Regions from separate parts of the Mus musculus genome. Here regions 2, 3, 4, 5, 6 and 7 are each linked to region 1. A link is a contact called in public HiCAR-type and promoter capture Hi-C data. All regions are on one chromosome and are shown on one strand. The core of a region is the stretch at or near the end of the contact, and the rest is flanking DNA. Distances in the headings are between cores, read along the strand shown. Region 1 holds the start of Mertk (MER proto-oncogene tyrosine kinase). Region 2 holds the start of Nop56 (NOP56 ribonucleoprotein). Region 3 holds the start of Tmc2 (transmembrane channel-like gene family 2). Region 4 holds the start of Snrnp200 (small nuclear ribonucleoprotein 200 (U5)). Region 5 holds the start of Ciao1 (cytosolic iron-sulfur protein assembly 1). Region 6 holds the start of Stard7 (START domain containing 7). Region 7 holds the start of Astl (astacin-like metalloendopeptidase (M12 family)).

What was found. Promoter capture Hi-C pulls out the DNA fragments that hold promoters and counts their contacts. HiCAR-type assays count read pairs that join an accessible place to other places.
Region 2: a contact with region 1 is called in a HiCAR-type map of astrocytes, with 2.2 times the contacts expected there. The contact joins the promoter of Nop56 here to the promoter of Mertk in region 1. A contact is called at or near these places in 2 of 39 promoter capture datasets (cranial neural crest and liver) and 1 of 115 datasets of contacts at active chromatin or transcription factors (astrocytes).
Region 3: a contact with region 1 is called in a promoter capture Hi-C map of hippocampal neurons, with 4 times the contacts expected there. The contact joins the promoter of Tmc2 here to the promoter of Mertk in region 1. A contact is called at or near these places in 2 of 39 promoter capture datasets (hippocampal neurons and liver).
Region 4: a contact with region 1 is called in a promoter capture Hi-C map of liver, with 5 times the contacts expected there. The contact joins the promoter of Snrnp200 here to the promoter of Mertk in region 1. A contact is called at or near these places in 3 of 39 promoter capture datasets (hippocampal neurons and liver) and 1 of 115 datasets of contacts at active chromatin or transcription factors (astrocytes).
Region 5: a contact with region 1 is called in a promoter capture Hi-C map of liver, with 4 times the contacts expected there. The contact joins the promoter of Ciao1 here to the promoter of Mertk in region 1. A contact is called at or near these places in 3 of 39 promoter capture datasets (hippocampal neurons and liver), 2 of 115 datasets of contacts at active chromatin or transcription factors (astrocytes and embryonic forebrain) and 1 of 9 other capture datasets (adipose tissue).
Region 6: a contact with region 1 is called in a HiCAR-type map of astrocytes, with 4 times the contacts expected there. The contact joins the promoter of Stard7 here to the promoter of Mertk in region 1. A contact is called at or near these places in 2 of 39 promoter capture datasets (hippocampal neurons and liver) and 1 of 115 datasets of contacts at active chromatin or transcription factors (astrocytes).
Region 7: a contact with region 1 is called in a promoter capture Hi-C map of hippocampal neurons, with 5 times the contacts expected there. The contact joins the promoter of Astl here to the promoter of Mertk in region 1. A contact is called at or near these places in 1 of 39 promoter capture datasets (hippocampal neurons) and 1 of 484 Hi-C or Micro-C datasets (the G1E-ER4 cell line).

Annotation. Positions count from the first base shown.
Region 1 is chr2:128,696,853-128,700,544 of GRCm38.p6, reverse strand. It overlaps Mertk (MER proto-oncogene tyrosine kinase), which reads right to left and starts at 1,630. Exons shown (of 19, transcript NM_008587.2): 1 at 1,442-1,630. The coding sequence starts at 1,499. It overlaps Gm39931 (a long non-coding RNA gene), which reads left to right and starts at 2,043. Exons shown (of 5, transcript XR_001783466.2): 1 at 2,043-2,131; 2 at 2,629-2,730.
Region 2 is chr2:130,272,705-130,276,396 of GRCm38.p6, reverse strand. It overlaps Nop56 (NOP56 ribonucleoprotein), which reads right to left and starts at 1,985. Exons shown (of 12, transcript NM_024193.2): 1 at 1,921-1,985; 2 at 1,674-1,763; 3 at 1,251-1,365; 4 at 573-734; 5 at 223-421. The coding sequence starts at 1,923. Snord110 (small nucleolar RNA, C/D box 110) reads right to left here and starts at 882; the gene lies at 824-882. It overlaps LOC115489609 (a small nucleolar RNA gene), which reads right to left and starts at 160; the gene lies at 28-160.
Region 3 is chr2:130,193,567-130,197,258 of GRCm38.p6, reverse strand. It overlaps Tmc2 (transmembrane channel-like gene family 2), which reads right to left and starts at 2,065. Exons shown (of 20, transcript NM_138655.1): 1 at 1,865-2,065; 2 at 683-836. The coding sequence starts at 716.
Region 4 is chr2:127,206,654-127,210,345 of GRCm38.p6, reverse strand. Snrnp200 (small nuclear ribonucleoprotein 200 (U5)) reads right to left here and starts at 1,960. Exons shown (of 45, transcript NM_177214.5): 1 at 1,808-1,960; 2 at 1,209-1,372. The coding sequence starts at 1,852. It overlaps 1810024B03Rik (RIKEN cDNA 1810024B03 gene), which reads left to right and starts at 2,066. Exons shown (of 2, transcript NM_198630.2): 1 at 2,066-2,171.
Region 5 is chr2:127,246,156-127,249,847 of GRCm38.p6, reverse strand. Ciao1 (cytosolic iron-sulfur protein assembly 1) reads left to right here and starts at 2,032. Exons shown (of 7, transcript NM_025296.4): 1 at 2,032-2,366; 2 at 2,690-2,838; 3 at 3,135-3,246; 4 at 3,347-3,435. The coding sequence starts at 2,228. Tmem127 (transmembrane protein 127) reads right to left here and starts at 1,900. Exons shown (of 4, transcript NM_175145.4): 1 at 1,764-1,900; 2 at 1,039-1,356. The coding sequence starts at 1,282.
Region 6 is chr2:127,268,400-127,272,091 of GRCm38.p6, reverse strand. It overlaps Stard7 (START domain containing 7), which reads right to left and starts at 1,863. Exons shown (of 8, transcript NM_139308.2): 1 at 1,212-1,863. The coding sequence starts at 1,510.
Region 7 is chr2:127,339,940-127,343,631 of GRCm38.p6, reverse strand. Astl (astacin-like metalloendopeptidase (M12 family)) reads right to left here and starts at 1,996. Exons shown (of 9, transcript NM_001291003.1): 1 at 1,881-1,996; 2 at 1,156-1,281. The coding sequence starts at 1,935.

The sequences.
Region 1 (3,692 bases), core at 381-2,880:
GCAGAAGCAGGCGGATTTCTGAGTTCAAGGCCAGGCTGGTCTACAGAGTGAGTTCCAGGACAGCCAGGGCTACACGGAGAAGCCCTGTCTCGAAAACAAACAAACAAACAAACAAACAAAAACAAAAAGAAAATAAAGCATAGATTTAAAAATATCAAACAAAAGCTTTGGTTCCTATCACTCTTCCCATGCTTATGACAGTCACAGCCTCCAAAATGACGCGTGGCCTGCTAGGGCTAGTAGCAAAAGTATACCCGACTTTCAGCGGATTATTAAGAACAGTCCTGGCAGAAAGGCTGAGGAACTTTTGAGGGTTTAGTAATGGAGAATAGAGTGGTCTCAGTTCTTAGCTCGTTTTTTGGCTGTTGATGTTTGTTGCAAATTGTCACGTTGCCTCAAACTACAAATTGCTTATGTAATTTAATGTGCAAGGAAAGAATTGTTTAAAAAAGAAAAAGAAAAGAAAAGGAAAGAAAAGAAAAAAAAGCTCATTTGAGCAAATGAACTTTGAGAGGAAAAATGAGGTTTGTAGCTAAACCATAAACCAAACTTTCCTTAAAAGACAAACTTTAGTCTACCAGATTCAAGATCAAAGAGACAAAATTACACTCCGAATAGAAACAGATCTTTTAGGGCAGGAGCAATACCTGAAGGAACAATACCTGAAATGTGCTTGCTTATAGTAGTCTTCCAACCCCTCCTGCGTCTATTTCTTTTTGGAAAAACCTTGTTTTGTTTTCCCCCCAGCAGCTTCTTTACAAAGTGCCTCAGTGTCATCTGTTGGAGGAACCTGCCATACTTGTTTGCGCTAATCAATCCAGCATGTCAAATTGAACCGCTTGTGAGAGCACTTGTGGTCTGAGCACTTGTTTGTGCTACCCAAACAAAAAAGATTCCGCTCCACAGTAATAATAGTGAAAGGACCGTATCGTCCCCCTCGGCTTTTTGCAGGCTTCTTACACTCACAGACAGGCTGTCCCTACAAAGGAGGGCTAACACAATGTTCAGCAGAGCCCAGGGGAGAAGCCAGAACTAGTCTTTCCCTGGCGGGACACCTAGCCTCCAAGCAACGCCACGCGCTAACGGTGACATCCAACTTTTGCAGCTACTTATTGGTTCACGGCGTGGAATTACCTTGGAATCCTCGGTCTATGATTCGCAGAAACCCCGCCAAAGCTCGGCAAGGCTAGACAGTGTTGAGGGTAAAGTTCTTGGTGCATGCCACGCCAGACCTGAGTTGCATTTCTTAAAGGCTCAAACTTCGCTGCTCCCAGAGCGCCCAACCGGGCTTGAGGTCTTTCTCTGTGGTAATGGGAAGCTCTCGGTTCCCATCGGTTCTACTAAGACGTGCACCCCAAGACCCGGCTAGGGAGCCCCCATAACCCTCTACGGCTCGCTGGAATGAGTAGCAGCTCCCGGAGACCCTGCAACCTGCACTCACCTCCACTCCAGAGCGCGGGTAGCAGCAGCAGCCCCAGTAGCAGTGGGGCCAGAACCATCGCGGGGCCGCGGATCTGGCAGTTCTCTCCGGACAGATGCACGTATCCACCAACGTCCCAAACTCGCCAGTCGCCGAGGGCGCGTGCGAAGCGCCTCAGTCCCGGCCGCCCGGGCAGCAGGCGCCAGAGTGGCAGTGCGGAGTTGGGGATCGCAGGAGTCCTAAGTTAGAAGAGGCGGGCCCAGGGCTCAGGCCCGGGAGGGGCCAGCAGGTTGGAGTGGACAGGGGCGGGAAGGGGGAAGGGCAAAGAGAGCAAAGAAGGATGGAACTGGAGGAGGGGGCGGGAAGGGGAGGATCCAAGGACAAGCCCTAGGGAGGGTGGAGGGGCGGGGCAGAATGGAACTTGGGTCAACTCCAGCAGGTTAACCCCTGGCTTGAGTGTGTAGGAAATCTGGAAGGGAGGTGCTGGAGGAGATGGAACAGAGCTAAGGAGGGCCACCATCTTGAGCTAAAAGGACCGAGAGACGGAGAGGAAGGGGAGGGGGCTAAGAAAGAAAATAATCGGGAGGATGATCTCTGGCTACTTGGTTACATCAGAGGAATCTCACTCTGTATGGGTAGGTAGAAGGGATTGGAAAGGGTAGAGGCCGAATTTAGTGGAGAGCGACGGATGCAACTCCAAGACCTTTAAAGGTTAGTGGGTCCAGCTGCTTTGGAGGGGCAGCGATTCTGCAGTTCAGGCTCTACTGGCATAAGAGGTCCTAGCAGCTGCATTCCAGAGGCTGTGGCCGCCGTGGCAGCACACCCTGCTTGCCAGGTCCTCCCCCTGGCTACTGAAACGGAGTGCAAGAGCGGACCCTGGCGTCAAGATCTTGCAACCTCCACCCCAGAGGTTAGCTCGGGGAGAACTAAGCCGAATCCTGTAAGGAAAGAGTTTGAAACAGGGATGGAAGAAAGTGCTGTTACAGGAAAGGGTGGGAGGCCCAAACCACGGCATCAGATTGTGAATCTCAAAGAAACGGAAGGCGTATGAGGCTTTCTTAAAGGAAATAGAATGATTTGTTTTTCTTTGGAGATAAGATCACATTAGAGCCCAGAGTAAACCACCCTGATAAATTTAAAGTATTTATTACTGAAACTGAGGACAGACCCATACGCACTGTGATACAATAAGCTCCTTGCATCTCTAGCCCTGCAGGAGGACATCAAACCAGAAGCGCTGGATTAAACAGACCCTTGATTGGTGCTTGATGTGAAAGAGCCCAGTTTACTGTGGATGGTGCCATTCCCGGGTAGGTCATTCAGGGATGCATAAGAAAGCAAGCTGAGCAAGCCAGTAAGCAGTTCCTCTATGGTTTGTGCTTAAGTTCTGGCCTCCAGGTTCCTGCCTCGAATTCCTGTTCTGACTTTCCTTCATGATGCATTTCAACTGTAAGCTGAAATAAATTCCCAAGTAGCTTTTGGTCATCACAACAATAGAAATCTACGTAGGACAGACAGGGTCTTGCTATGCTACCTAGGCTGGACTTGAATTCCTGGTTGTGCAAATATTCCAGCCTTCTTAGTAGCTAGAACTGCACGTGTGTGCCACTAGGACTTGCTTAAATCTCACTTTTTTTTTTTCTTTTAAAGGCAAGGTCTAACTATTTAGCCCTAGCTGGAATGGAATTCACTATGTAAACCAGACTGGCCTCAAACTCACAGAGATCTATCTGCTCTGACTTCCATGTGCTAGATAGAATTAAAGGTGTGTGCTACCATGTTCAACACAAATGTGACTTTTTTTCTTTCTGGTTAATTACTTTAGTTTTATGTGTATGGGTGTTTTGACTGCATTCATGTGTATGCTGGGGTACCCATGGAGGTCTGAAGAGGGTGTTGGGTCTCCTAGAATGTAGTTGCAGATACTTGTGAGCTACCAGTTGGGTACTGTGAATTTAACACTGGTCCTCTGCAAGAGCAACAAGTGCTCTTAAGCACTGAGCCAACTTTCCAGCCGCAAATCTGTCTTTGTTAATGGGGCCTCCCTTGTACAGTACTGTTTTATAGGCTACTACCAATGCAGTAGGAATGAAGCACTGGCCATTTTATTAGATTCATAGATTTGGACAGAGGAAATGGATTGTCTTTTCTCTGTGGCCTCTCTGTCTGTGACCTTGAGTATCTAGCACCTGGAGTGACCCCAGCGGGAAGGGACCTGAGAATCTGTGGCCTGGCTTTGTACATCTGCAGTACTGGAACACAGCCATCATAG
Region 2 (3,692 bases), core at 736-3,235, 1.6 Mb before region 1:
CAACTCAGGTCCCAAGCTCTCTCAGGCCCGTGTCTCCCCATTCACAATACAGACCAGGCACAGTGGCCTAGGCTGAGGTGTACATGGGGTAGGTTTATTCTGCCTCCTCTTTCTATACAGTCAGTGTAGGAACACAGCCTGTGGTAAGCACAAGGAGGCCTTGCTTTGGTCCATGATTTTACCCACATGAATCATCGGCCATGCTCGACTTCTATACCTTACCTGACGCGCATCGAGAAGGTATTGATATCTTTATCCAGTTGGTCCAGGAGGCTTATGGACTGAATAATCATGTTGTCCACTCGGTTCACATTAAATTTAACTTTGGCACGAGAGTAGCTGTGTCCCAGCCCTAGCTGGGCCTTACAAGCAGAAAGATCTGTCAGACCCTTCACCAGATTATGGAAATGCAGACGAACTCCTAAAAAGAAGATGGGACTTTAAGAATAGATCCTCCAGGACCCAAGTAACCACTCACAGCAGATCACATCACCAGGCCCGTAGGCCCCCTGCTGGCTTCTGTGGGCACTGCATCCACGTGGTGGACAGAATAAATGAAATAGGACTCTTACCTCGAAGGATCTCAGCTATCACACCACCAGTCTGGCAGTTGTACCCCAACTCTTCCTGTATTGCAGCACCAATCTTGGGGTCTCCAACCCCCAGAAGTACTTTCTTCTTTTTAGATGGCAGGTATGTCTCCAGGAGCAGGCGGAGGTCCTCGTGAACAACACCTTTGGGACAAAGAAAACAGCTCTAAACCACACATTGCAGATTGGAGACTGTCTCCAATCGGATTAGTTAACACCCATCCCCGCAGGCATTGCTCAGACACATGGAGTCGTCAGTGATCTCTCAGGGGATTGACAGATATATAAGTCATCATTGCAAAGCCTGGCTCTACCACAGGTCCAGGAGCACAATTGTAAAGCATTTAAGTGCTTTTTAAATTACAAGATTTATTTATTATATGTACACTGTAGCTATCTTCAGACACCCCAGAAGAAGGCATCAGATCTCATTAGGGATGGTTGTGAGCCACCATGTGGTTGCTGGGATTTGAACTCAGGACCTCTGTAAGAGCAGTCGCGCTCTTAACCGCTGAGCCATCTCTTCAGCCCCTGCATATTAATGTTTTAAAATGCCATCCTGTAGGTCTCAAATAATCCCTAGACTGTATCAAGCTTAGAAGAAAATCATCTAAGAACATCAACCACCCAGAATCCCATGTTCCGGAGGGACCGACTCACCTTCAGACACAGCATTGGCATTTTCCAAGGCCACCTGGGATGAAGAGAAGGGACAGAAGGCCACCAGACGAACGACATTGTGGAATTTGCCAAGGTTAAGCACACATTCCTCCACCTGGAGAGAAGGATGAATGGGCTTTCTTTGAATTTGGCTTCTACAGCGCAGTAAGGCAGAAGCACCAGCTGTTGTAGCAATTGGTGCCTGGGCCCCGAATCTTAATTCTCAAGAAATGGAAATGAGATGTTTATCTCCGACCGCTTCCAATTATATAGATTCGCGTTAAAGAGTCCCCTCATTCTAGAGCTCCCCCCCCCCCCGCCGGGCCCGGTGCGGTCGGCCACGTGGGAACACGCGGTGCATGCTGGGGTTTGGCGGCCTTAGGGGCTGCATTGCAGCTCCGCGAGCCCACCGAGCTCACCCACCTGCGGCAGCAGCAGGCTGATCTCCTCCACTTCCTTCAGCGCCAACAGCGCGTAGCCGACCGCATGCTCGAACAGCACGTGCAGCAGAACCTGAAAAGAACCGGCGCGCGGCCATCAGTCAAACTTCCCAGTCCGCGGGGCCGCTGCTAGAGCAGGCCCTGGCTCAGACCCGGAGCACGACCCCGAATGCAAACCCAGACGCACGCTAAGGCCTTCACTACGCAAATACCCCACCACCACTCCTCACCATGGCGCCTGCTCCGTGCCCAGCTCGCAATGCGGCTAGCGCGCTCTGGCGCGCGGAACCAGACTGCGGAGACCACACCTTCTCCGGTTTGACCAATCAGAGGCTGCGGACGAAACCATTGTCAGGTCTTCGGAGGGGGTTCGCGGGTGTGGTATCGTCCGTCGGGCGGGTTGGACTACCACGGGCGCGAGCGGGCCTGCCAAGCCCAGCCTCTGCGGCTGCGCGAGCCGGTACTGCGTCTGTAGTGAATGGTGTCGCTCCTGCCGGCAGGCCGCAGAGTGGCCTGGAGACCACCCTTCTTCGTTCCTCGTGCTTTTGTCACCCGTGTGCCGGGCGGCAGAACTCGGTGAGGGGACATGAGGCTTCCTGATAAGCCTCGCAGGTTTCCCGCTGCCCAGATATTCCGGGTCCTCGTGGGACCCGGCCTCAGACCCTGCAGAAATGGCGTCTTCTTGCTGCCTGCCTCTTCCTTTTACATTTTGTTGTTAACAAAATTGTTGGTGCGGGCTGAGGCATAGACAAGAGCGGTTTACCTCTTCCTAGTTCTGTTCCTTTCCCTGATTCATAGAACCCAGCGCTGCTCGGCACCACGTGGTTGCTCATGGCCGCGTAGGCCCAGAATTCTTCCAAGGAGCTGCGTTCCTGTTTTTTTCAGTGCCAGTTTTAGGCACACCAAGGTGGATAATTTAAAATCACCTTTGCTTTAAAAAAGAAAATAAAAAGACACTTTACTTTAGTGTTAGGATTATAAATCCCAAACTTGATGGCCTAGTCGGCCATCAATGGGAGGAGAGGCCCTTGGTATTGCTAAGATCATATGCCCCAGTACAGGGGAATGCCAGGGCCAGGAAGCGGGAGTGATTGGGTTGGGGAGCAGGGCGGAGGGAGGGTATTGGGGGCTTTGGGGATAGCATTTGAAATGTAAATTCAGAAAATATCTAATAGAGAGAGAAAATAAATCCCAAACTTGAATAGTCTCTCTTAAATAGTCTATGCCTTATGCGAGAAAAAAGAATCATGGAGTAAGTCGGCTGTACATTGTCTATCATGGAGTAAGTCGGCTGTACTTTCTCTATAATGGAGTAAGTTGGCTGTACATTGCCTGTAATGGAGCTGGCTTGGATAATAAAGTGGACTTGGATAGTAAAGAAATGTGTATGTATTGCAACTAGGAAGCTACAAGCGCTTGGCAGGACATGGTGGAACGCACCTTTAATTCTGGTATTTGGGAGGCAGAGACAGGCCTGGCTACATAGCAAATTCCAAGGCAGATAAGGTTACCCAGTGAAACTCTGTTTCAAGAAAAGTAAGCTATAAATGCTTGTGATTAGATGAGGCGACACAGCACAAACAAACAAGCAAAACAAGATGTTCCTTTGGCTTCCTCACCTCCACCACTTCATTAAAATGTCACCCCAGGAGTTGAATGGTGACACGCACCTTTAATCACAGCACTTTGGAGGCAGACATCTGTGAATTCAAGGCTAGTTTGGTATATATCGATAGCTCCAGGCTAATCAAGGTTACATGGTAAGACCCTGTTTCAAAAAAAAAAAGAAAGTCCTCCAATATTTATAGTTCTGAACCTAGTGGGATCTGTAGATTGTGATATCAGACACCATTTCTTCCCTTCCCTAGGCTTCTTTGATAAATTAATTGCTCTTGCCTACGTTCAGACAGACCTTTCCTACCAAAGTAGACTTTTGTAAAATTGTTGAGTTTTGTCTCCAAGTTATCCTTCGCCCTGCTTCCTGAATATTTCTAAAGCAGAA
Region 3 (3,692 bases), core at 816-3,315, 1.5 Mb before region 1:
GTTTTAGGGCTAACATGAGCCTGGCACACTACCCAGGAGTGCATCATTTCTTCACACCGTATCACCCTCTCCACCCTATCCTCCATGCACAAGAGCAACTCTGATGTCTTTCTCTCTCTACCATGCAACCAAGGACAGAAAGAAAGCAAATTGCCCTCTGAAAGTCTCCTGGCAGCAGCCCCATCTCACTATGGTAGCCTGCAGATGGGAACTTGGTGCCAGTTACTTTACTCAAGACGCTGTCAGTCCAACATTTCCCTGATCCCTTGGAAAAGTCATAAGTTCAGAACTCTCCCATCTCCCCACCCTCACCCCCACCCCCACCCCCACCCCCACCCTGCAACAGAAAGACAGCCACAGTAGGTGAGAATTGTTAAGGAGAGACAGCTGCCAACAGTGGCTTTCAGTATCATGCAGATAGGTGGCCAACTCTAGCAAGTTCACTAATGCATGGCTCTCTGCACAGGTGATTTTCAGTTCCTCTAGGAGCCCTGCAAAGAGGTGACAACCACCCTCATCCCATCGGTGGGTCGGGTCGGAAGAGGCTAGCTACCCTGCTCAAGTTGCAGGATCTGAACTCAAATGCAGGGCCTTCCCATGCCTCTTGAGACTGCCTCTCCGATACCCACTGTGCCCAGAGGCCTGTTGAGTAGCACCCATGAGGATGAAGATGAAGACTCACCTTCCTCGTCCAAGCTCTTTAACTGGGGGCTCATGGTTACCAGAGTTTCAAGGCCCTCACACTGGCTCACGTCTTCATATACTGCCCAGCCTGGGGTGACTTCCTGCTGTCATGGTCACTGGCCTCTTCCTGGAACCTGACGGCAACTAGGGGCCTCTGAGGTTGAAGGTAGAGGTAGGTTTTGTTGGGGAGAGAGATGGGGAGAAAGCAATGAGTTTGCAGCACGTCAATCTATCCAGACACTCCTCCGCTCGGGTTTCCCTGCCAAGGACAGTGTGGCCTCACATTTCAGACATCACTTATACATGAGGGCCCTAGAGGGGTAGGAACTGTGGACTCATCTCCTGATAATGATACCACAGGCATGCCAGCCAGGGAAGGTGTGAGCTATGTCGCAGGGCTCTTTCCCAGTGTCTTGAGTCCCTGATTGGACTCAAAGGTATAAGTTATCTGGGCTTTGGTTTAAAATGAAGATTTTTAAAGACAGGCAATGGAATCTTCTTTTTTTCCCTCTCCCTCTCTCTCCATCATGCAGCGTCACACCAATGGCCTTATGCTTGCTAGGCAAGCGCTCCTGGGTCTTGGAATCTACACTTTGGACCTGAGTCAACAAGGATGACTGTCCCTACTGAAGTCACCTGCTTCTTCATTCAGTAGCTTTCTCTAATGCTGCTTGCCTTTGTGGGAGGTTTGTTTGGATGCTTTGAGAACCACTGTTATCATGTAAAAGCAAGGCTGCAGGACCAGAATGGTACCAAGGTTCTTGTTGTTATCAGTTGATACTGCAGTTCAGAGCATTCCCCCTAGAGGGATTCCAAGTCCTTTTATCCCTTAAAAGGGAATCGATCAGACACAGAGTTGCAGCAAAAGATCCACTTCCAAGGAGGAATCTGTCTGGGACAGGGAGGTTCCGAAGTTCAACAATCCTGCAGAGAGTTTTTTTCCCCCCTGTTATCTTAGGAGCATTAATCCAGCAGCAAGGAGAGACATAGGCCTATAAAAGCCCCACTTAATTAATTTCAATTTGATGGGTACATGATGTCTATTTACCAAAAGAACAGCGTAGCTTCCCAACTAGGGCCTATAGCCTTTCCAACCATGGGATTTGACCAGATTTACAGTATCAGAGAGGAATCCCTTCATAGGATTGGCTTCAAATCCAATCAGAAAGTGGTTGCTTACCTCTGGAACAAACTTGGCCACTATTTTTTTTTTTTTTTTTGGTTTTTGGAGACAGGGTTTCTCTGTGTAGCCCTGGCTGTCCTGGAACTCACTTTGTAGACCAGGCTGGCCTTGAACTCAGAAATTCGCCTTCCTCTGCCTCCCGAGTGCTCGGATTAAAGGCGTGTGCCACCACGCCCGGCAAACTTGGCCACTCTTGCACTATATTATGCCTGAGTAGTCAGTTGTATTGATGCGTCATGATGGCTAGCTAATGGGGAGGACGCTCCCAGGCCAGTTTCAGTTTTATTTCTTTATATTCTGTGACCAAGATGTGTGCTGTCTTCAGCAATGCAGTCTTACTATCGCATTCTCGTAGGCAACTGTCGTGTCTGCTCTCAACCAGCAAGAACGACACGACCACCAGTTCTAACAGCAGTTTAGTCAGCAAGCTTCAATCTTCATCTCTCTCGCTTCATCTTTTTCTCCCTCGATCACCGGATCTCTCACTCTTATATACTCTCAGCCCCCAACCACTCACAGCAAGCCACGTCACCTCACCAGGCACGCAGCTTCAGCCAATCAGGGCGGTAGGGGCATGTCTCTACCAAATATGGACTTGTTTTTACCGCCAGCATCATGGTGCACCTGCGCAGCTCTCACGATGGTCATGGCTTATTTTCAGGTGTATGAGGAAGTCAGGTGCAAATCATAAGACTTAGCTGCAGTCCCTGGCGCCATCTTGGGACTGCTGCCACACCTGCTCCTCACATCTCTCCCTTTTTTTCTTTTTTGGCAGAGAGAATGTCTGTCTTAGATTGCCCCCTGCAGCAATGCCCCTTACCCGTCCTTGGGAGACAAACAGCATTGGTTTGATCCCTGTCTTAGGTTGGCGACACGCCCAGGGAGTCTTATCCGTCATTGACTACTTCTCTAGCATGCCAAGCCAGCCACACTTGAGGACATTGTCCTGTCTGCATGCGGCAGGTGCACCAGAAGGCCAGGACGCTGATTAATCTATGGCCTGATTTTGATTGCTGCAAGCAAGCCTCTTGGGTGAAGGTAGAGATCTGATCCCCAGTGTGCAAGCATAGGGGCCCTACACAAAACCATCCCTTGGGCTCATCACCCAGAGAGGTCTTGGCCAGCTCCGTGTTGTTTTTCCTGGGGAAAGGGAACTAGGACACTGAATCTTCATGCAATCAGACGTGCCTTCCACAGGATGCCAACAGCTAGCTATCCTCTGTGCAGTGCTTAGCCTTGCAACCCACGGCATAATGCAGCATTATTTCTTTAGAGCGGCAAGCCAAATCTGAGGATATTGTCCCGCCTCCACTGCGGCAAAGGCCTGCGCCACCATGGCAGAAGTGCGGGCCTGCACACGCTGCACCCGACACATACACCAAACACACAACACACACACTATTACAAGCATACATCCCAGGGCTCCCATCAGTCCTGAGGCAAGGGATCAGTGCAACTACCATTCACCCCACATAACAACCATACATATAAGGGGGCACTGCCCAAGGTGGAAGGGAATCAGGAACACTCCTACAAAAAGGAAGGGGGGAGGCCCATCTAAGTTGGGAGGGTATAGTGCCATTGCCCTTGGATATACTGGCAGGCCACACCCCTCGAATCCAGGTAGCATTAGCTTTAGTAGATACAGCTGAACACAATCACTCATCTGTGAAATATTTTGAATCATCTGAAAACACAACAATCCCTTTAGCTGAAGCAGCATAGAAAAAAGGCAATTGTAGCGAAGCATTAGATGTAAAGAATTGAAGAAACACTTGAATGCGTCAATGGCATGGTTTCGGGAACACAGAGCTCTTCAGTTCTC
Region 4 (3,692 bases), core at 711-3,210, 1.5 Mb after region 1:
TCTTAATGACTCCCAATAAACAACTAGAAAAGACGTCAGACTCTGAAAACTGAAGGACCAAGGAACAATAATTAAGCTCTTCTAAAACATAAGCACTCAAATCAAACAGGGCCTGGGGATTGTTAAGACTCCATAGTAAGAGAGAGGAGAGGGCTGGAGAGATGGCCCAGCGGTTAAGAGCACTAACTGTTCTTCCAGAGGTCCTGAGCTCAACTCTTAGCAAACACGTGGTAGCTCACAACCATCTGTAATGGGATTCGATGACCTCTTCTGAGGTGCCTTCTTCATGTCTGAAGGCAGCTACAGTCTGAAGATGAGCTATAGTGTACTCATATACATAAAATAAATATTTTTTAAAAGGGGAGAGAGAGAGGGACGGAGGGGAAAGAAAACACAATTTTCCGGGAGGTGGTGGCACAGGACTTTTAATTCCAATCCCAGTGCTCAGGAAACAGAGGCTGGTGGATCTCTGAGTTTAAGGCCAGCCTGGTCTACAGAGCAAGATACTCTGTTCTGAAGAAAGAAAAGAAGAGAAAAGAAAAGAGAAGAAGAGAAAAGAAAAGCAAGGCAGGCAAAATAAAGTAAGTAGTATTTAACTTTTGAAATGAACCCACCAACATGAAAAGACAACAGAAATCATCAGGAAGTGCTGGGCAACAAAAGGAGAGAAGGGTTGGGGAGAGAAGCTTGTAACAACATGGTGGAGGTGAATTACAGAGAGGAGATTAACTCAAGTCCTGAAAACAGTCGGGGATGGGGCTGGAGAGAAGAGTCGAGTTGTTCACCCCAGTACTGCTTTCCAAGAGGACCCAAGTTCAGTTCTTAGCCCCACACTGGGTAACTCAAAACCTCCTGTAACTCTAGCTCCAGGGACTCTCAAACCCTCTCTGGCCTCCACACAGGCATCTGCATACGTGTGCACAAACCCACACGAACATACACATGCACGTAATTAAAAATAAAACAGATCTTTTAAAAAGATAACCGGAAGAAAATTAACATCTATGAATCAGAAACGAGTCAGTAAAAGGTATCAATAGATTTTGTTCCACTTCATTACACCTAAATCCAAAGAAGCTCTAAACCTTGGTTGTTGTGCACACACCACTCATCTTCCATATAAACTTGAGTAAAACTACTGCTCTAATGCTAAAGATGGGCTTTACATTAGATGGAAAAATAGCATCCAGCATCCCCTTAGTACTTACTTGGCCCGTCTTTCTTCCTGCATCTGTGGTTTGGTCCGTTGAGCCTTATCTCCCATTCGGGTTCCCTCCAACTTCCCAACCAGGGACAGAACCTCTCCCGTCGGTTCATCCCGGCGGGTCCGGTCAATGAGAGAGCGGTCAGCTTGGAGCACAAGATTTGAGTTCTGAAAAGATCATACTTTATCAAAACTTTGATATGTATAGTTTTGAATCCTGTTATTACAGTGACAGCAGATGATGGGAAAACAGTGGAATAAAAAAAAAATCATGCTCTTAAGAAGAAATAACATAGCATTACACGATGCGCGAGCACTATTGCTGTCTGAGAAGGTGAACGACCAGCGCTCCTAAGAGCATCCACAACAGCCCACATTTGGGTAAAATGTTGGGCACATTGCGGGTAAAGAGAAGAAGGTGCGAGTTTAGCGCTGAGGGGGCTGGGGAAAACCCAACTCCTAAATTCTCAAGCGCCCCAAATTCCACGGGGTTTTTCCTTCGTGTTTTAATCCATCCTTCACCCAGCTCTGATCTCCCGCTCAAGTGTCCGTGGCTGTCCACGACCTCCCCTGTCTGCACCGGTCCTTCGAGACCACACGCACCGCCTTGTACTCGTACTGCAAACTGCGGGCAGTCACATCCGCCATGGCTGCTGATGCTCCGGGAACTCAGGGTTCCACTCTTCTTCACGCTCCGAACCGCTTCAGCGAACCGCCCTGGCACAACAGGTACAACGCAGGACGAACGTAAGGGACGGAGAAAAGAAACGGACTTGCTTCCGCTTCCGGGACGCCCGCTAAACGTGAGACTTTCCGGTTACTAACCACTGCTTCTGGGCGGGGTTTGCGGAGATGTACAGTAGTACATCCGGGTCAAGGATTCCATTGACCGACGAGACACACGCGCGTGCAAATTGTGGTTCCAGGCATCTCTACCTGCGACAGAGCCAAGGCCCAACCCCTAAGCGTATGTTGAAAGTCCCTTTCTGTAATTCTTTTGGTTTCTCATACCAGCCATCCTGTGAGGCAGGCAGACATGCAGGCAAACGGAAACTAAGGGATAAGGAAGCTGAAGGTTCAAGCAAGTTAGCAAGACAGGCATGGTGGCGCATTCCTTTAATCCCAGCACTCGGGAGGCAGAGGTAGTGGATTTCTGAGTTCGAGGCCAGCCTGGTCTACAAAGTGAGTTCCAGGACAGCCAGAGCTACACAGAGAAACCTTGTCTCGAAAAACAAAACAAAACAAACAAAAAACCAAAACAACAACAAAAAGACAAAAAAAAAAAAAAAAAAAAAAAAAGCAAGTTAGCATGTACCTAGTTCTAGTAACCGACTGGATTTCTACCCCAAACCCCTTTCCGCAAGACTCTCCCCTGTGTCAGCTGACTGACGGTAGAGGAAGAACTATTTGTGCCCAATCTTTTGTCACAGCCTGTCAGGACTTTAGGTGTGCGGATTACAGCATATGTATAACTTTGTCCTCCTCAATGTGACACGAATGTTTTACTAAAGAAATATATGAAAAATAAATAATATGTATGGAATTACTATTCAGTTTTATTCAGCAGTAGTGGTACCTTTTATGTAAAGGTGGTATTTAGTCTTTTCATAATTCTCTACACAACACTGAAAGCAAAACAGTGAGTTCTGCTTTCCCTTGATATTTAATAAGCACGAGTGAACCTTAAGTCTGTGTCCTAATCCACCCAGCCATTTTGCTGGCAATTTTTTTTTATTGTTTGGTTTATCATTTACATTTTATTCTATGTAGATAGGTGTTTGGGCTACATGTATGTTTGTGTATCATTACATGCAGACTTCCACGAAGTCCAAAAGAGGGTGTCAGATCCCCTGAGACTGGAGCTGCAGATAGGTTGTGAGTTGCCATGTGTGTGGAGGGGTTGGAACCCAGGTCTTCTCAAAGAGCAGCCAGTGTTCATAACCATTAAGCCATCTCTCTAGCCCTTATCTGGTTTTTGAGAAAAGATCTCCTGGAGTCCAGGCAGGCTTCAAACTTGCTATCCAGAGACTTCTCTTGCACTCTTGATCCCCCTGCCTCCAACTCATAAACACCGTGGCTGCAGCTATGGATGGTTGTGACAAGCTGTACCTTATCATATTTAACAGTAAGAGCAGCATAGTAACCCTAGGTTGGACTCATTTACTTTTTTTCTTCTTTATTAGTAGGAAGAAGTTTTATCGTTTAGGGGGTCTAAGAATTTGCATTTCAAATATAGTTACCTTCCCAAATGGAGTTCCACTTGGAAGATATAAAATAAGCCCTTGTCAATTTTTTTTTTTTTTTTTTTGGTTTTTCGAGACAGGGTTTCTCTGTGTAGCCTTGGCTGTCCTGGAACTCACTTTGTAGACCAGGCTGGCCTCGAACTCAGAAATCTGCCTGCCTCTGCCTCCCAAGTGCTGGGATTAAAGGTGTGCGCCACCACGCCCAGTGCCCTTGTCAATTTAAAAACTGAATGTTATACTGAAAA
Region 5 (3,692 bases), core at 783-3,282, 1.5 Mb after region 1:
CTTGAATGTGCAAATATGCAAAGAGAAGCAAGTTGTTCAAGAACTCACCTCCAAAGACACCACCAGGTGACAGGATAGGGCTTCTCAGCATAGACCTACAGCAGGGTTTTTATTTCAATGCAGAGGGGGGCGCTGACCTTTTCACCAAATCCTAGGGCCTGAGCCATTCATGAGACACCTTGCACATATCTAATAGGAACATACTAGAACTAAAGAGTGTCAAAGAAGAAAGGTGAGGACTTTTGAGACTAGTTCAAAGGACTTGAAGGCAACAAGATGTGACCATTGGGTCCCACTGACCACTTTTATGTTTAAAATCAGGAAGGACATTTCTGCTTTCATACTGCACAGCCTTTCTCCTCACTCCTAGAAACCGAGGAGGAGCTAGGAGGCTCCTGAGTCAGGCCCTCCTCTAAGCCCTAGACTCCTATCTCATCCAATAAACAGACCAGATGCTTTCTTCTGCCTGCTAGTCTGGGAAATCTGTTGATGAATAAAGCAACCGTCTTAATATGGCATACCTGTAAAGGCATGGAAAACCAAGTTTCAACTGTTGAAGGTGTTAATAGAACTGATATCTGATGACCTGGGATGCCACAAGTCCCCTCTATTGTAAATCCAATTATCATAGAATACTAAAATGTCTTTTACAATTGGTCACATTAACAGTTCTGATTTCTCCATCGATCGAGCTGCCCCAAACGACTATTCTGCATCTCACATGTCCGTTAGAAAGGGGAGGCTAATTGTAATACCTGACAAACACCCTTTTTTCTTCTACCTACCTCTGGCAGAAACCTAAAATAGCAGCAGTTTGGATTAGCATGACGGTGAGGAGTAGGTGCTTGGCTGAATAACATCAAAATTAATGAGAGGCTAGACCCCCAAACAGAGCCACCTGGTGGGCATGAACACCAAGCAAGAATGGGGCTGTTTCCTTTGACAAATGACTGCCTCTGGCTATCTATACTTCAGCCAGCCTCATATCTGTTCTGCACCGCCCCTCAAGCCAAGAGAGCAGGAGCTCAGCGCTCTCACCTTTTAGCAGATCCGGGTTTACATAGCCCAGCACGTCCGAGACCCCCAGCTCCTGGCGGGAACAGGTGCCTCCATGGATGTGCAACCAAGCGGGCTCCGCGAGGGCAGTGCACAGCGCTGTGATGGACAGGGCGCCAGGCAGGGCCGAGGCCAGGCTCCGCTCCGGCTGCTTGGGAAGAGCGCTGCTTCCCGGGCTTCTCCGCCGGCGCCCTCCCGGCAGCCCGGCACCTCCAGGGGCATACATGCCCGGGGCTGCCCGCTGTAGCTCTGCGGTCGTTGGTGGTGGCCGCCGACCTCAGCGGGGCGCGCAGAGCCTGTCTGTACCCAGGTGGAGAGCAACGCAATGGGCGGCTGGCCCGGAGCTGTCAGGGCCCGCACCAGAGACTGCGGGGTGGGACCCAGGGCTGAGCACAGACCAAAGGACTGCGGGAATTCGGGGGGCGGGGACCGAGGGCTCTGGATGAGGGGTGCTGGATCAGGGCTCGGAGATGGCAGGGGACTACATTGGCTGTAGACATGCCAGGATGAACGGGCGGAGGTACTGGGGGGCCGGGGGAGGGGATCGGCTACTGGCAAGGGGACCGGAGGAGACTTGGACCAGGGTTATCAGACAGAGGGGTGCTGAGGGGCGGAGGATGCAGCTGGGCCGCCGAGATCGGGAATCCGCACTTTGGGGTGCGACCTAAGCCTCAGTAACCCTCCCTACTCTAGTCCCTGCTCCTCACCGGTCAGCAGGCCTCAGGGCTGGGATGGCGCCGCTCCGCCCGGTCACAGGCTTCTTAGCTGCCCGGGCCAAACGATCCCAGGCCCCAAACCCGCAACGCCCAGACGGACCCTGGCCGATGCACTTCCGGCTTCCTCCAACCCCACCCCACCCCCGCCTCCTTCTTCTCCGGCCCTCCGCCCTGCCCTCCGTGCGCGTCACTGTGTGCGCGCGCCGCTTGTTCTTGCGCAGGGCATCAGGGTACTGGTAGTTCCGGACTGTCCCGCGAGGCTTCCAGTTACGGAGGATGAGGGGAGTGACTACAAGTCCCAGAAGGTCACGCGGCGTCAACAGCGGGCACGTCAATTCCTAGGGCGACATATTTTGCAGAAGCTGTACATCTGACGGTCTCAAGGTTCTATAGTGCCCAGCGCGTTTGGCGCGTTGCTTCTCTCGGTGTGCTCTCCTTACCCTAAAACAGTCGCCATGAAAGATTCTCTGGTACTGCAGAGCCGCGTCCCGGCGCACCCGGATTCCCGCTGCTGGTTCCTGGCCTGGAACCCCTCGGGGACCCTGTTGGCTTCCTGCGGAGGCGACCGTAAAATTCGCATCTGGGGCACCGAGGGTAAGGCCTGGCTTGGCTTTGTGGCCCTGGTGCCGAGGAAAACACTACTCTGAAAAGTGTCGGGGAAGGAGTGTGCCAGCGTCAACAGAGGCTGGAATTGTTGCGGGAACTGGGATATTTGCTGCGGGAACTGGGATATTTGCTGAGGTAGAAAAATGAGGAAAGTCGCCTGAAGAGCAGTTTAACAGTTTCAGAATCTTGATCGGTTGCATCGTAGTAATAATGGTGACTGACTTTGTCCCAGCAACAGGGTCCCACTTAAAGTACTACTTAGTGAATGGCATCGATGGCGCTCCAAAGCCTAGCCTGTTCTCTGCTTGCAGGTGACAGCTGGATTTGCAAGTCTGTCCTTTCTGAAGGCCATCAGCGCACCGTTAGGAAAGTGGCCTGGTCCCCGTGTGGAAATTACCTGGCATCTGCCAGCTTTGATGCCACCACTTGTATTTGGAAGAAGAACCAGGATGACTTTGAGGTAAACAGGTTGGATGGGAGCAGTTTATTACCTGTTTGCACCCCAGGGCTTGGTCATATTAGTTACAGCCTTAACTTAATTTCTACACTATAGAAATAGTAGCTGAGTATGGTAGTTCATGACTGTAATGCCAGCATTTGGGACACTGAAGCAGGATGATTGCTGTAAGTCCACCAAGGTCATCCTGCTATAGAATGAAACCCTTTCTCAAACAACAACAAAACTGCTCTCTTAGATATTTTACTAGGGCTTAGGACTCTTAGCTGCCATTAACTCAATATCCTTTCCCTTTCCAGTGTGTGACCACTCTTGAGGGCCATGAAAATGAGGTCAAGTCAGTGGCTTGGGCCCCATCTGGCAACCTCTTGGCTACCTGCAGCAGAGATAAGAGCGTGTGGGTCTGGGAAGGTGAGTCTAGGTGCCTCTGGGTACAGCAGGAAACCAGCTCGCTGGCTTTCAGCTTTGTCCCTGACTGGTCACCTCTGGGTCTAATTTGTTCCTCCCACAGTTGATGAAGAGGATGAGTATGAGTGTGTCAGTGTCCTCAGCTCTCATACGCAGGACGTTAAGCACGTGGTTTGGCACCCGAGCCAGGAGGTAAGAGTGAGACAGGGTGGGAAAGAACCTGCTGTGGAGGTTTGTGCCCAGCCTGCCTCCACTCTTCAGAACCACTCTTGTTCTTAGAGGGATCGCTGGGACTGTCCTGCTCTGACAGGGTTTGATATGGGAACCATTGTATCTTAGTTTGGGTTTGATTGCTGTGAAGAGACACCATGACCAAGACAACTCTTATAAAGGGAAACATATAACTGAGTCTGGCTTACAGATTCAGAGGTTTAGTCCACTTTCATCGT
Region 6 (3,692 bases), core at 614-3,113, 1.4 Mb after region 1:
TTAAAAAAAAAAAAAGAAAGAAAAATGGCTTTTAACAAGGTCGAGGGTGTTGAGGGTAGTATGGCCGCAGAAAAAAAAGAAGACTTTTTTTGTTGTTTTTTGTTTGTTTGTTTGTTTGTTTGTTTTTGGTACCACTGCCAGGCGTTGTTTGTTTTTCAATACAGGATTTCTCTGTGTAGTCCTGAAACTCTCTTTGTAGACCGGGCTGGCCTTGAACTCTGCCTCCTTCTACTTCCCAAAGGTATGAGGTAGGTAGGTTTAAGGTATGAGCCACCATGCTCAGCTCTGCTCTCATTTGTAACGTTAAGATCAAAAACAAAAAAAAGTAAAACAGGTTCTCTCCTTAAGAAATATCTAGAAGAAGCTGGTGTTGGTTACTGAAACTACGGTTTAGAATGGAGGGTGTTAGGTGGAGGGGTAAGGAGCACAATTTGAGACTGTTTAAAAGGAATATAGAAATGTAATGTAAAAGCACTTTCCTTTAAAGATTATCTATCTAAAAGTTATAAAGTCTCAGAACTACAGGTTAACAAAAATAAATCAATGCCAATGGGCTTTTCCACAGACAAAACATAATGGTACAGTATTCGAAGAGTTCTAAAACAGTAAAAACAAAACAAACAAACAAAAAAAACCTAACCTAACTCTTACTGGTTAGAATATCCAGGCCATTGCTTTGTGCAAACAGACAAAATCCCTCCCAGCTTCTTGAATGTGCCAAGACACAAGTCACAATGACAGTGGGCTGTCCGCGCAAAGCCCGAGTTCCATCTGGATCGCAGTCATTTTATAAATGGCATGCTACATCACACACACACACACACACACACACACACACACACACACACACCCTTGGGCTTATTTTAAGCCCTATTTTGAATTTGCACTTTTCTGGGTACACTGATTACCCGAAAAATCACCTGTATACCTCAGATATCTAATTTGGTTTTGGAGTATTTTCTTTAGTGTCATACTACCCATTCGAAGTCGTCTCTCTTGTGGTTATTTTTAACCTGACAAGTGGATTTAACAGGCATGGGGGCAGTAACACGGGGTGCTAAAATGGGTTCAATCTATTGCATCGTACTCAAAAGACCACTGGGCAAACTGGGCACTGTCAACAGCTCAAGCCCCAAGGTGCCCACCAACCTCCCGCCCAGGCCCACCCTTCTCTACGGAACAGGGACGCCAACTGCAGCCAAGAGGCTCACCTCTGCAACTCCTCCTCCTGGATTCTCTCCTCGTCCCATACGAAAACACCGGAGAGCGCCGCCATCAAAACAGAGGCATGGCCGGGGCGGCCTCGCAGCCGGCGCCAGAAGCGTCCGAGCAGGGCGCAGCGCGAGCTCTCGGAATACAGGCGGCCGTAGAGCTGCGCGATCTGCTGCGCTCGCCGCACGCGCAGGCCCGTCACGAAGCGGCACTGATTGGCCAGCGCGGACAGCAGGCCCCCGCCCCGCGCGCCCGCCAGCCAGGCGGCCAGGGTGGCCGGTGGCCTCCTCGGGAACATGTCGGCCTCTGTGGATTCCCGCGCCTGCCGCGGGGCCCCGGAGAGGAAGGGCTGGGGGAAGGCAGGCCGGGCCGTCCGCGCAGTCCCCTTAACGGGTTGACCCCGAGGCCACCTCACGCTCCAGAAGCCAGGAGCCGTCCCTCATGCCTTTTTGCAGAAGCGGCTGAGGTAGCGTGGCTTCCGAGGAGAGCGCCGTTGCACGAGGCCCTCTCGGTCCCGACAGCCCGCCCGTCTGTGTGTACGGCGGGAACTCGCGGGGCCCCCGCGGCCAGGGCGCGGGAAGCAAAGCGGTGGCCGTCCCAGGCCACAGCAGAAGCGGTCCCGTGCGCCTGTGTCCGCCTCTCGCGCCGAGTGCGCGCAACCTAACCTGTTTGTCCTGCCCGCACTCTGATTGGGCGCATCTCAGAACCCTGGGCGCTCATTGGCTAAGCCAAAGTGCTCCTCCGCCCTTGCTCCGGGCTGCCTGGTAGCAAGCTAGGTGGCGTGGCGGGAGGGCCTGTCAAGGGCGCCTGGAGAGTGACCCTCGGACCCGGCGGTGCAGCCATTTAGGGACGTCTCACCCGGTCCGGAGGAGAGGCACGGTCAGGTGCGGTGGCGTTCCGTTGTCCTGAGAGGCCCGGCCTGTTTCCCTGTTCTCTACAGTCCCGGGAGGGGCGGTGCACGCCCTACGTGACCCCGCACCTATCACAGCCCAGGGGCAGCTTCCTTGGTCCCCCTTGCCCTGATTCCCCGAGCCCTCCTAAGTATCTGCGGCAGGGACGCGGTTCTGGGTTCCGGCTCCGAGAGAGTACGGGTGGTCCATCCTTAGGGCCGAAGAACACCTTGCAGAGAACTCGAGGGCGGGTGACCCGTTGCTCTCTGAAAATGCGTTAGGCCTGAGCAGTCTCTGACTCGGAGGAGGCAACAAGGTAGGAGAGTAACCAGGTTTCCCAAAACCTGTCTGGCCACGTGTATGTAACCTAATGGTTACTACATGGAGTCTCAGGATACATCAGTATTCTAAGCCAGGGCCTGGTGGCTCATGTCTGTAATCCCAGCACTCCAGAGGCTGAGGCAGGAGCATTGCCAGCCTGAGCAACAGTGTGTCTCAAATAAATAAATAAATAAATAAATAAATAAAATTGCCAGCCTGAGCAACAGTGTGTCTCAAATAAATAAATAAATAAATAAATAAATAAATAAATAAAATTGCCAGCCTGAGCAACAGTGTGTCTCAAATAAATAAATAAATAAATAAATAAAAATTCTCTGTCCAGTTATAAGATGGAAATAATAGCTGCCCCTTAAGTGAAGAATCAGTCTGCCTCCATTTTAGTCTTAAAAGTCATCTTACAGATAGTAAAGACAAGCCAGTTCACTCCTTTTTATGATTAAACCTGTTTCTCAAGGATTGAGCTATGCCCCACCTATAACCTTAACCACAAATAGTTCTGTACTGTCTCTTCCTAGAATCGTAGTCATTTCTTTGTTTTTTAAAAGTTGTGTATAACCATCTTGCAACCCTACCTCTATTTCAAAAGGCTATACAACCACCTATGACTACCTTGTTAGGCCTACCTTGCAACCGTGCCTTTGTTTTAGGGACCCTTGTAAAACTAACTTGTTATGCTTACAGTGTGCCTCTGTGACCCGGCCCATTTTACCCACCAAATCCCCCGTTTGGAAACTCCCTACCACTGACCTATAAAAGCCTTGTCTTCCTCACATCCAAGGCTGATCTCTGGAACCCCACCTTAGAGGGAGGCAGCCCTCATACATGAATTAATTTAACCATGCTGATTTGGGTCAGTGGTCTTACTCTTCCCATGTTTGCTATTAACACAAGAAGCTTTACAGTAAATTCTTTCTTTCTTTTTTTTTTTTTTAACTTAAGAATCTTAGCAGGGCATGGTGGCACAAACCTAACCAGCACTCCAGAGGCAAAGGCAGATTGGCTCTCTGTGAGTATGAGGACAGTCTGGTGTACAAAGCAAGATCGTGAGCTTGGCCCTCAGCCGATGGGAAAAGACACAGCTACCATCTGAGTTAGAAGAAAAACCAAGTGCACTTCCTAGGTTGCCTTGTCTAGACACTTCAATTGGAGTGGCAGTCTTTTTCTTTTTGACCCTAAGCGTTTCTAACAAGGAGAACCTGCAGACAGCTCCCAAAGCAGTTTCTTCAAACAAGGAAACTGGGGCTGGGG
Region 7 (3,692 bases), core at 747-3,246, 1.4 Mb after region 1:
TCCAGCCCAAGCCACACTCCCCAGAACATGTCCTGGTCTCTCCTGCCTTACCTTGCTCCCACCCACCACCTAGTTTCTATTATCCATAATCTGAGGTAGCTAGGAGCTGAAATTGCAAGTCACAACCACAGAAGGGAGTTGAGGTTGGTGAATACTTCTTGTCTCAGTCTGCTTTGGTTTCTCATCTTCCTGTCAGGGAGCCTCCTGCAGCTGACTGCTGGGAAGAGAAATCTTGGGACCCATGAGGCAGTGAAGGAAGCCACAGAAAGCTTGAGAGGAGTGACTACAGGAGCACTGCCGGATCCCCATCGTAACTTCTGACTACGGATGGTGGCACAGACTAGACCCACCCTCTTGTGAGTCCTCTTAGGTAGGAGAGGTCGCCTCAGGATTATCTGATCAAGGTTGCATCCTGAAATCTAAAAGGCCACTCATTCTCCAGGATCTGGTATAGTTGTGTGGCCTTAGCCCTCAGAGCTGTCATTCACAGCTGCAGCTGGTGGTGTTTACGAACAAGACATCAGCTAGGCAGGGACAGCTGTTAGCAACTACTGTGAGCCCGAGCATGGGAAAGTCTGTGACTTTGAGAGCGAGTGCCAGGGAAGCCATATGACTGACCGAGGACTGGGTCCATCTGAGCTTCTAACCAGAGAATGAAGGGAGCAGTAGTCACCATCTACACTAAAGCAAGATTACCGCTGTTCTGCCAACATTTCAGCCCATGATGACGCCAAGATCTGAATTCATTTCCATTGCCAACAACTTCAGCCCAATGCGTCTGTGTTCCTCATGTCCGAGATCCCCAGACAAAGATGCCCTGAGCCACAGACTTCTTTGTTCCTTAACAATCCACCCCACTTGGCCAGGTCACGCTTACACACCGCTACTTACAGAGAGATTGACATGCTCTCAAATATCGACTGATGATTTTACTCAAGTCCCAAGCCGAGAGAACACCAGTGCTCTTATCAGATCATTCTAAAGACATTTACAGTATCTCATATAAAAAATATTAACCAGCAAAAGAATACAGAAAAACAGACAAGCATTTCCTCATGAAACTTGATTTCCCTGCATGCATGGGGACATTTCCTCTCAATCTTTTCCGCATGTCCACATTCAGCATGGCTTTGGAGTGTGGCCCCGTGTTCTCACCTTGGTTAATTGCGGGGATGTCCTTGTCCTGAAATACCGGGCTTCCCTCAGGAGTGAAGCCTTCTGGAACACTGGTACTGCAGACTCCAGAACATCTGGATGCTGAGGGTGCTCCCATGCTCAAACCTGGCTCAGGAAGACAAGTGCAGACATATAGATGCCCCCGGGACTCCACTGTGAGCCGGGACAGCAGGCAGCAAAATCCAGCCCCTTCCAGGAGAGGCCACCCAGGATGCATTCCTGAAGCCTGCCTGGCTATCTCACTCATCATACCTGGTGACAAGGCCTAGATGCCTTCAGTGAAGGAGATCCCTTTAAGGGACTAACACTTGGCTCAGAAAGGCTAGGGCAGCCAATATGAGGCAGAAAAGAGGCACAGTAGACTTTAAATCTTCAGGCAGCACCAGAATCAAGGCTGGCCTCAGACCCTACTCTTGAACATTTCTCTCCACTCAGGCTGAGTGCCTGCTGCCCCAGCCAGGCTAGAAACTGGCTTACCTTAAAACAAGTAGGTATATGGTATGACACTTGGCAATCTGCTGTTAGGTGGGCCCTCTCTACTCCTACAAGTATCAGGAGGCCTCCTCCTTGGTTCCCAGGGGCTCACTCATAGGTACAACCCTACAACGCCATGTTGGAGCTGTGAAACTAAGTTAAGATTATCTTAAGCCACAGCTGCAGCCTCTGGCCTCTTCCCAATGTCCCAGAGACTGGAGCCAGCTTACCTAGCAAGGAGAGCATAGTTAATATCCAAGGCCACAGGCTTCCCATGATACCCATGGTGGGTCCTCACTGCCCTCTTGGCAAGCAACACACAGAAATGTGGCAGGGAAAGGCCTCCTTAACTCAGGGACTCTACCATCCACCCCCTTTAATAGGGGCTTCTCCAGCCCACACCTGCAGCCTCCCAACCACCTCCACCTGCAGTTCCTCCCAACAACTATCACCTGAAGACCTGCCCAGTCTTACCAGAGGACTCTACCCCTGTCCCCAGCCTGAGCCTTCTGGACCATAGTCCCATCCATCTTGGCTGAAGTGGGTAAAAAGTGGGCCGGGGACACAAAACAAATCCTTAGGATACCCTTGAGCAGGGTAGCTTCCCTGAGATTCCCCCTCCTGCCACCAGAGGGCAGAGAAGCATTGCAGCCTCATGTAGTTCATGACTTGGATTGAGATCCAGTCACTAAAAGGGGGCTTTCCTTTTCCTGTTCCACCAACTACCGGAGGGTTCAGACCCAGAAAATCTGCTGGGAAACTCAAGGCACCTCTCCCTATGTGGTCACCATACCCGTATAATCTCTCCCCTCCCCCCTCCCCTCCTCTATTTATACGAGAAAGGGTCTCATTAAGTAGCTTTGGCTGTCCTGGAACTCAGTATGTAGACCAGGCTGGCCTCAAACTCAGAGAGATCTGCCTGCTGCCTGTGTCTACCTCCTGAGTGCTGGGATTAAAGGCATGTGTCACTATGCCCAGCTATAAGCTTTTATTTCAGAAGCCATATAGGAAAGTACACAGGTTGCAAGACTCTGAGAAACTTCACACTGAACACCAGCATCATCAGCACCCAGAGACGCCCCCCACTGCAGAGGGGACACTTTTGAACTCTTAGACGCTCATATGACTGTGGTCCTTCCAATGCCACTGCCCACTGACATGATCGGCCAGGGCCCCTTCCCATTTCACTAATTCAAAATACAAAGCTCCCAGACTTTCTTCCTTTACATCCTGCCATCCAGAGACCCGGCCTGGATGGACAGCCTGGAACATACCAAGTCCACCCCCATGTTCAGTAAAGGAAAGCCAGAGCTCCACAAGGACCTGTTGGCATTCTTGCTGAGCCTGGGGCAAACATCTCTCAAGAAGTAGAAGCTAGAGCCAGACAGAGGGGCTATAATAAAAGCAGATGCTGCTGATGCCTGAGCAGAATCTAGACTGGTTTCCAGGAATCCGATGGATATGCTAATTATCTTGACCAGCAGACTCATTCCTTCACAGTGCTTATATATGTCAAAGCTTGTCAAGTACCTTAAACACTCCATTTTTTTCCCATTAAAAAAGAAGATGCCAGGGGTGGTGGCGCACCCCTTTAATCCCAGGATGTGGGAGGCAGAGGCAGGAGGATTTCTGAGTTTGAGGCCAGCTTGGTCTACAAAGTGAGTTCCAGTACAGCCAGGGCTACACAGAGAAACCCTGTCTTGAAAAACAGAAGAAGAAGAAGAAGAAGAAGAAGAAGAAGAAGAAGAAGAAGAAGAAGAAGAAGAAGAAGAAGAAGAAGAAGAAGAAAACGACGACATGAGTTGTCATGGTGGTTCACACCTGAAATCCCGTAGAACCGATTGAAAATTAGCCTGGGCTACATAGTGAGGGGCCATCTCAAAAATATATTTAAAACAATGACCTAACTACTTAAATGTGCTTACTAAAATCATTATCATCACATTAGTGGAAAATCTCATACACAGTATTTGGGAGGCAAAGGTAGGTGGATCTCTTGTGAGTTTGAGGTCAATTTGGTCTACATATTCAGTTCCAGACAA